Regions from separate parts of the Mus musculus genome. Here region 1 is linked to region 2. Evidence: chromatin contacts called from public promoter capture Hi-C data. All regions are on one chromosome and are shown on one strand. Each heading gives the region's core, a stretch centred on a gene start, on an enhancer-like site or on the middle of the called end of the contact. The rest is flanking DNA. Distances are from core to core; before and after follow the strand shown.

The links. Promoter capture Hi-C pulls out the DNA fragments that hold promoters and counts their contacts.
Region 1: a promoter capture Hi-C map of the C10 cell line shows a contact between it and region 2. The contact joins the promoter of Sppl2c here to the enhancer-like site in region 2. A contact is called at or near these places in 23 of 39 promoter capture datasets (the 3T3-L1 cell line, 3T3-L1-derived adipocytes, the C10 cell line and 15 more), 3 of 15 datasets of contacts at CTCF or cohesin (the NIH/3T3 cell line, embryonic stem cells and large pre-B cells), 12 of 484 Hi-C or Micro-C datasets (the CH12 cell line, the G1E-ER4 cell line, bone marrow-derived macrophages and 8 more), 3 of 115 datasets of contacts at active chromatin or transcription factors (bone marrow-derived dendritic cells and embryonic stem cells) and 3 of 9 other capture datasets (adipose tissue, liver and macrophages).

Annotation. Positions count from the first base shown.
Region 1 is chr11:104,183,077-104,187,720 of GRCm38.p6, reverse strand. Sppl2c (signal peptide peptidase 2C) reads right to left here and starts at 1,394. Exons shown (of 1, transcript NM_199019.2): 1 at 1-1,394. The coding sequence starts at 1,345.
Region 2 is chr11:103,935,379-103,939,886 of GRCm38.p6, reverse strand. All of the region lies in intron 1 of Nsf (N-ethylmaleimide sensitive fusion protein), which reads left to right. Among named protein-coding and RNA genes, the nearest start is that of Nsf, 16 kb to the left of the region's middle. Within about 2 kb of position 1,371, at least 6 of the 459 cell types and tissues checked have an H3K27ac peak or open chromatin away from gene starts, as enhancers often do.

The sequences.
Region 1 (4,644 bases), core at 145-2,644, 250 kb before region 2:
GCTGGTTGCACAACGTCAAGGCGGAAAAGCTTAGCCGGGGCACCTTGAGCACCATTGGTAACCTCTCGTGGCTTGAAGAATCTGCTGGACCTGATGCCACTTCTACCATAATGCTCTCACCAGTCTTGGTGAACAGGGGAGTGATAAAGACAAAGAAGACATCGAAGGCTAGTAGGGCCAGCAGGAACAAAGTGCAGTTCTTGAACGTGGGCAGCCGTACCCGCCTCAGGACAAAAAGGCAGTAGGCGACACCCAAAGTGTCCTGCAGGAGCCATGCCCAATGGTCCTCATTTCGGTGGATGACCCAGAGGACAGTCACCATGGCACACAGGCCTGCCAGCAGTAGTAATGGCCATGTTACAGAAACCCGTTGTCCAGGCAAGACCCACTGGTATCGCCATAGGGGCAGGTGGCACAGTATGGGTGCCAGGCAGCTGTAGAGGCCGGTACTGGCACCCAGGCTAAAGATCCCAATCATGACGTAGACAAAGCAGTCATAGAAAAAATACAGCAGGATCATGATGGAGCAGGACATGGTGACCACAGCGCCCGTCATGGCTGGTGTGAAATCCATAGGTGCATCTTCAAAGTCGTCATCTTCCCAGGCCCTTTGGGACCTCTCAGCTGCCACTGTTTGTTGTTGATTGTGACCACCAAGCCCCCCTCCTCTTTGGGCCTGGCGCCTCTGCAGCTTGTTTGCCTCCATCAAACCAGCCCAGTAGCCACCTGCAGCAACAGTACCCACTGCCAAGATGAAGATAATCGCCATGTTATAGTCAGTAACAGGCTCGAGGGGTGCAAACATGGCTACTCGGACATCGGTGTCACCGTAAGTGTGGCTGACAATGTCCAACATGTCAGTGTAGCGGAGCACGGCCACTGGGATGGTGAGGGCAGGCCAGGGCTTGCTGGGGTCCTGGGGCTTTGAGATGGTGTCTGAACACTGTTGATTCCTGGCCCGGCTCACAATGAGCAACCCCTGGGCGCCTTGATCTTGAGCCAGCCAGCCCTTGGCATAGAAGCTACAGTTGCCACGCGTGACCATGGTAGTAGTCTGGTGCAGGGGTCGCTGTCTAGGGGAACTGTCCTGGGCCTGGTGGAAAGAGTCTTCATCTGGACACCAGGGTGTCTTGGTGCCATCATGCAGGGACAGAAGTGGGGCATGGTGCAGGTCCCGGGGGAGGTTGACGTAGTCAGAGCTGTACAGGACACAGTAGTCCTTGCTCCAGTTCTTTGACACGACTCGGACCAGGCCGTATTCTCCCCGGGCCTCGGGGCTGAGGAGGAGGAGGAGGAAGAGGAGGAGGAGTGAGCCCAAGGGGTGGAGGGAACCCAGGCATGCCATCCTCCTCAGACGCCTGCTTCCTCCCAAGGAAGCAGCTGCCCACAGCTCTATTACCCTCCCAGGGGAAGGGTGTGGCTCTTGGTCACAAAGCAGCTTGGCCACTTCTCCTGGAAACCAGAGCCACACCTACCTACCCTGTCATAAAGTGAGGTAGAGCACTCAGTGGGACACAGGCCCCTGGCCCCTCTCAGATCATCTCCCAATCCTGGCTCCAGTAGGGAGGGAGCTCATTTGAGCTCTCATCTCTGCCCAGGCCTCAGTACAGCTAGCCCGGGAAGGTTGAAGTGTGTGTGGAGGGGTGTGGAGGGACGAATTCAGGAGTGGCTGCCTCTGCTCCTGGGAGGGAGTGGACAGCAGGGAACTGAGCAGACACAGCCTTTATAGAGAGATTTTTAGGGGGTGAAGCTTTCTAGGGCAGAGATATCCAGGGTGAGGATGAGGAGTAGTAGGATGTCTGAGCTGGGAGAGGTCAGGGATTGGTGAGTTTTCCTGTTCAGATTTTTTTTTTACCTAAAATTAGCATAATCTGAGGAGGGGTCTTGTTGAGGAGCTGGAGATGACCCTTGTGACAGTTACAGAGTCTGGAAACACCATTATGACAGTTAGGGAGGTCTGGGGGTTGGGCCTGGCTGCCGGAGCTCCTCAGGTGAGGGCCTGGACACTTTTCTCCTTGGGGCTTTACAAAGTTTACTAAGTATAAAAAGTTTACAGCATTTACAAGGCTAGTTCCCTGCTGCGTGGGTGGCATGAGCAGCCAACCCAGGGTCTCACTCTGCAGCCCTGGCTGTCCTGGAGCTCACTCTGTAGACCAGGCTAGCCTTGGACTCTCAGAGGATCTGCCTGCCTCTGCTTCTTGAGTGTGGGTGGTGCTACTTCTAGGAGGGTAGTCATGGGTTCTATAAAAAGGCAGGCTGAGCACGCTATAGGGAGCAAGCCAGTAAACAGCACCCCTCCATGGCCTCCTCTTCAGCCCCATGGCTGAGTTTCTGCTTTGGTTTACCCTGATGGTGGACCTGTAACCTGTAAGTCCTTCCTTCCTAAGTTGTTTTCACTCATGGTGTTTTATCATAGGAACAGATATCAAACCAGGACAGTGTATCGCATATGTGTACAGATGTGTGTAGGAGCGAATGCCTGTGCATGTTCAGAGGAGACCAGAGGAGGGCCCTGGGTACATCTTCCTCATCATTCTATCTCCCTCTGGCTCATTCTCTTGAGGCAGGGGCTTGGAGCTAGGCTGGCAGCTAGCAAGCCCCAGTGATCCTGTCTTTCCCTCCCACAGGGCTGAGATGACACGTGTGTGTGGCCACACCCCATTTTTAAAGATCTGGGTGCTGGGAACCTATCCTTAGGTCCTTAAGGTTTCCCAGCAAGCACTTTCAGACACTGCATTCTCGCTCCAGGCCCTGGCCCTGCATCATTAGCTGCAGAGTAATGAGGACATCACACCTCTAGGCTCCTGAGTGCTAAGCCTGATGAAGAATGCATGCTAAGGGCCAGTGTGTCTATCTGGACTTACTGCATCGCTACAAGGCCCACCTAGCTGGAGGCTGCACACCGTCCTTGGAAATCAGTCCCGCTATCCAGAGCTCACCTTGGAGCTTCTTACTCAAGCTGTCCCTTCCTTACAACATAGGACATGGACAGGACCTGTAATGGGGACAATGCCTGAAGGGATGGGGGACAAAGTGAAGGGGGGCAGTCCCTGGGCAACTGCATGGAGCAGTTGTCTGGGGGTGCTCACTGTGACTAGAGAGATATGTGACCTTCCACAATAAGCCTTCTGCTTGTCATGGGCGTCTTTGTAACAGTGACTTATATTAGGAGTAGAATAGGCTCAAAGCAGTCCAAGTAGAAAAAGTTCTCACATAGTTAAACCATTGGGCTTTGATGTCTTATAAACCTTTTGAAGTGAATTCTAGGCTGGTCTTCCTGCTTACATTCTGGGGTTGAGCTGGGAGCTGAATTTAAAATCAAGAACCAACCCTAGGTACTGGCTGGGCGGATTTCCATCCAAGCCCTGGTGTCTCATCAGCTACCAAATTACCCTATCCGGTCTTCCTCAGGCCACCCATGAAGGCATAAGTTGAAGAATGTGGTCATCAGGACAACTGGTATGTGCAGAGGAGGTACCCTTGGGCCCCTGGGACCTGGAGAGGGGTGGGAGTGGCCAGAGGGCTCCTGTGTTCCCAGGCTGCTTCTGCTGGCCTGTAGCCAGTCTCTAGTGCCACACAGCTGTCACTCAAATCCTTTCACCTGCCATCCTGTGACACCTCTCTGCTGGAGATGAGGTCTGCCATCAGTCACCAGCATAGCCTCTTGGTACAGCGGCAGAGACTCTGTTTCAGGATGAGGCTCTTCTGGGAACTAGTTCAGGTCTCCAGGGCTTGTGGAGGAGGGGAGGGCACACCAGGGAATCTGAGCATGGGCTTATGCCCCAACTCTGTGTCCTGGGTCAACACTGGGCATAGCCCTTCAGCCCCAACTCCCACCCCCTCCTTTGTTCTAGGGATTGAACCTAGACCTTATGTGCGCTAAACAATCCTCCACCAGTGAGCCATATCTCTAACTCTACTGACTTACTCTCTGCCCCAAGTCTCCTAGCAGTATAATCTGTGCCACTTGCTGCTTGACTTTGCCATCTAGGCTTTGGCTCCAATGTAATCTCCATCACCATTCCTCTGGTGGGGACAGTCCCCTCTCAGCATGCCATCACTACAGTGCAGATTTTCCTCACGGCACCACACTTGGCACTGTGCCTATTCTACTTCTACTAAAGACATGTGAGGTCCGTGAAGGCAGGGACCATGTCTGCCCTAGTTTGTAATCTAAAATTCTTGAATAGAAAGCAATGTTCAAAAAATGTGTGTGATGGGTGAGTGAGTGACTGGCTTCATAGTCACAGGATTGATGTGCAGGGCAGTTACAGAGCTTTTTCAAGGTCCTGCTTGACATTAGGAGCCAGATTCATGGTCAGGCTGCTAAGCATCACAGCCTCTGGTTGATCCATTATCACCACACATGGCATCCTTTATCACTGCACATAACATCTGTTATCACTGCACATAGCCTCTGTCACCACTGCACATAGCATCTGCTACTATTGCACATCACGTCCACTCAAGGACTGTGGAGGTGGTGATGCTGGGGTCTGGATGGAAGGTAGACTCACTGACAAAGCCAACTGAGATGTGAAATTCTTTAAAAAAAATTCTGTACCTTAGTACTGGTGAGATGGCTGAGTGGATAGGAGTGCTTGCTCTGCAAGCAAGAGACCTGAGTGTGACTCCCCAGCACCC
Region 2 (4,508 bases), core at 122-2,621:
GGGAAGATTTAAAGCTAGAAACAACGTTCAGCAAAGCTGTAGCATAGGCAAGCAATATCCAGCACCAGTTGCATTTCTCTCCCATGACAATGGCCAGTCTGAAAGAGGAAATAAGTAAACCGTTTTATGCTCTGGCATCAGAAAGAATAAACAAGAACAATTCAAGGACCCAACCCTGTGACCCTTCCAAGAAGGGCTAGATTTAAAAAATGCACATTCTTGAATTAGGCAATGGTTTTTAAAGACGTGATACAAAAGCGTCAGCAATCAGGAGAACTAGGATTTTAACAAAATTGAAACTTTAGTGTGTCAAAGGAGATGATTAAGAAAGTGAAGGCAACCCCCAGAACGGGAGAAAGACTTTGTAAATTGGGTATCTGGTGAGCATGTATCGGAAATTGAAGACGTATGTTCATGTGTAAACTTCTACAGAGAGCCACGCATGGTGCTGCACACTGTGATCCTGCCACTCCAAAAACGGAGCAAGAGAATCACAAGTTGGAGACCACAGTTAGCTATGTAAGCAAGGCCCTGTCTCAAAAACCAAACAAGCAAAAACACAAAACAACAAATAACACCCCCAAACTCCACATTCGGTTGCTGCCTGGCTGTTCATAGCAGCATTCTTCTTAAAGCCTCCAAGCGCAAACAATCTGAATAGTCACTGAGGTTGAAATGATAAGGTGTGGCTTGGGGGGCTTGAGAGATGGCTCAGCAGTTAAGAGCACTGACTGCTCTTCCAGAGGTCCCGAGTTCAATTCCCAGCAACCACGTGGTGGCTCACAACCATCTGTAATAGGATCTGATGTACTCTTTTGGTGTGTCTGAAGACAGCTACAGTATACTCATATAAATAAAATAAATCTTAAAAAAGAAAGATAGAGCTGGGCAGTGGTGATGCACACCTTAAATCCCAGCACTCGGGAGGCAGAGGCAGGTGGATTCCTGAGTTCGAGGCCAGCCTGGTCTACAAAGTGAGTTCCAGGACAGCCAGGGCTATACAGAGAAACCCTGTCTCGCAAAACCAAAAAAAAAAAAAAAAAAAAAAAAAAAAGAAAAAAAAGATAAAGTGTGGCCTGCCCATACAGTGGAACATAGCCAGGCTGTAGAAAATAATGACATTTTCGTGGCTATGCACTGCAACATGCCGGAGCCTGAGAAGCATTGCAGTGAGTGAAATAGGCCAGACGCACGGGACAAACACCATATGCTTGCGTTCTCACAGACAGCTTCTTTTACCCAGCATTACATTCATGTACATACATATGTACACATGCGAGCACACATACTCACCCCGTACACTCCCGTCAGAACACAGCCCAAGCACGTGAGTGAGGACGGTGCTGAGTACCTGTGAGAAAACTCCAAGACAGCGAGAGTCTTGTGAACCCGTTTCCTCAAAACAGGGAACTGATCTCAGAATGCCTTGCTATGCTCCCCTCCCAGGTGTAGCAGATAGCAGGGCGTTTTCTCCAGATTGCTCATTATTGCTTGCTGACGTTATTCAGTTAAATGTTTAAGCTCTCCTTTCTGTGCCTCTGTGGAAACACGGTTTTGCCACGTACAGCTTGTCCTTGTGATTGTCGACGGCTGGAGCTCATGAGAGCTCTACTCAGGTGATTGCTCTTGGTCCTCAGAGTATAAATTGCCCGATGCTCTGACTAAACTTCAGTTCGCCTCACGTATTGGCTCCGTTCTCCCAGGTCCCGCTGCCCGTAAATGGTAAATATATACACTGATGATTAATTTTTACTGAATACCTGAGTAGTATTTTGTCTTATGGCCACAACACTGTTGTTTATCCATTCATCATCAGGAGGACATTTGTGACCTTTCCAGTTTTGTCTACTATGAATACAGATGCTACGAACCTTTATGTTTAGTGTTTGTGTGGACGTAGGTTTTCGGTTTACTGACTGACCAGAGACCTGGGGCTATATTTGCTAGGCCATATAACCTTTATATGAAGCTGCTCTGTACTGTTGCCAGTATTTGATGTTATTGCTGTTTGATGTTCTCATTTTTTCCGCACGGATTTTCCCCCTGAAAGATCAAAGTGAAAGCTTCTTAAAATAGACATTTATAAAAGAATCTTGAGGACTCGACAGGTGTCAAGAGGTTCGCTCGTTATGTGCACAGCATTCGTCTGAGTCAGGGAATGTCAAGGATGCTCCAAGAGACTTGTGAAAATGACTATGGCACACCAAGCTTTTTGTTTCCCCCTCCCCCGCATCCCAGCCTCGTATCCCACATCTTCAGAATTTTTTCTTAATTAAATTACATTTAATTATGTGTGTGTGTGTGGGGGGGGCGTGGGTACGGAGGTTTCTGCATGAATCATGGCCTGCATGTGGGGAGCTTGTGGGAGTCAGTTCTTCTTCCACCGTGTGGGGCTTGGGGATGGAACTCCTCAGCTTGGAGGAAAAGCACATTTGCCCACTGAGGCTTCTCACCAGCCTGTCTTCAAGAGTTTAACAAGAAGCCCAGGTGTGGTAGTTACACATCTGTAATTCAAGCCCTGGGGAGGTAGAGGTGGGGGATTAGAAGTTCAGAGCCATCCTTGATTATATAATGTGAGTTGTAGGCCAGCCTGGGCTGCTTGAAACTATCTCAAAAAAAAAAAAAAAAAAAACCATAAAACAAACCAAAACCAACCAACCAACCACACACACACACACACACACAACCAACCAACCAACCAAAAACCAAAACCAAAACAACCCCCTTTTTCTTGTTTTTGTTTTTGTTTTTCGAGACAGGGTTTCTCTGTATAGCCCTGGCTGTCCTGGAACTCACTCTGTAGACCAGACTGGCCTCGAACTCAGAACTCAGAAATCCTCCTGCCTCTGCCTCCCAAGTGCTGGGATTACAGGCATGCGCTGCAAGTATCATCGGAGTTTATAGTGTAGGAGGTTCTGTGGTCTTGCAGGTGACCATTTATGGTAACATTTCTATGTTGCTCTGGACCAATCGTATCTACTGGAACCATCTGCAGTGGTAGAGATCAGGCACTTGTGATATTTGAAATGTGGATAGTGATACTCCAAAATGAAATTCTAAGTTTTCATTAATGCTACTAGTCCTAGGTCTGGGAGTTACTTTGTTGCAAAGTGAAGGTTTCTTTTCTCTTCCTCAGAGATGGTCATTTAAAACAGCCATGAACACTTGTGGCCATTCCTCTTCCTGCCTCAGCTTTCCCAATGCTGGGATTACAGATAGAAGTCATGGGCCATACGCCCCCTCCCCTCCCACACACCCTGCCCCACATGAAAGGGCAATTTTAAACCCTTAGTTCTTCAGAGTGATCCCCTAGGAGAAATATTTGAGTGGGGGCATGTCAGCTAGGCTGGACCTGGGGCAAGTTTCTGTGTATTCCTCTCTTTCCTGTGGGAATCTGCAAACCTCTGGAGAAATGGAGCCAAGGCCTGAGGCGAGAGGCCTGAGGAAGAGACAGCATGTTCTTCAGGGTTATAGTCAGGGTAGGAGGGAATGTCTGGTGATGAGCCCTTTCTAGTCTGCTAGCACACTCTGATTTTCTTTTCCCCTTTCCTTTTGGATAGGGTTTCTGGTGGTCCTGGCTGGTCTTTAGTCCCTTTGTAGCTGAGGGTCATCTTAACCTCCTGATCTTCGTGCCTCCACCCCTCAAGTGCTGGGATTACAGGAGCGTTCGTTACCACTCGCTGCCTCATATTGAATTTTTCTTTATTTGACCGTGCTGTTATTTGATTTAAAAGTTCACTCAAGTAATCTATTTTCTAAAGGAAACTTTTACATAAGACTGTGTTATTTAAATTGGCAAACTGAAATACTGTCCAGAAAATCCTGCTTAAAGCCTGCACTTTCCTCCCCCCACCCCTTTTTTCTTTTTGAAAAGAAGCAAATTCTCTGCCGTTTAAAGGCTCTGGAATGACCGATGTCATAATTACTTCCACTGGAGTTCCCTTTTGTTTGATAACCTTGACATTCTTTAAGAATTGCCAGTGGCCTATAGCCCACTACCCATACTGTTTGGCATTTTAAATTACAATGAAGACACTCCTATATCCTTAAGCAGTTATGTGTTCCAGTAACTTGAACAACTCACCTTAATAAAACAACCCATCACTGATTATAATTTCATGTTTAAAAGGCTATATGCCTGTAGTGTTTGGCTTGTATTTTTTTTTTTCCCTAGAGGCAAAGTCAGTTTTAGAAAAAAAAAAAAAGTATGGAATTTTTCCTTGGCATTTCTATGGTAAATAGACAACTTGACTATTTATAGGGACTTACACTTTGTTTTAAAATGAGATACCCTGCCTGGCTTACCACCAAAACACAGATGCTTCTGCCTTCTAATAGGGAGGCCCTTTCCTCGTAGCATCTGTTTAAATTGGCTGCCCAGATGATATCCACAGATTCCCACCCCCTTCCTATTAAAGGACATTGACAGGTAAACAGGTTTACAAATGAGGTTAACCTACCATTTTGTAAAGTTTCTATTGTGTTGGCTCTGTCATGGAAGTAATTTT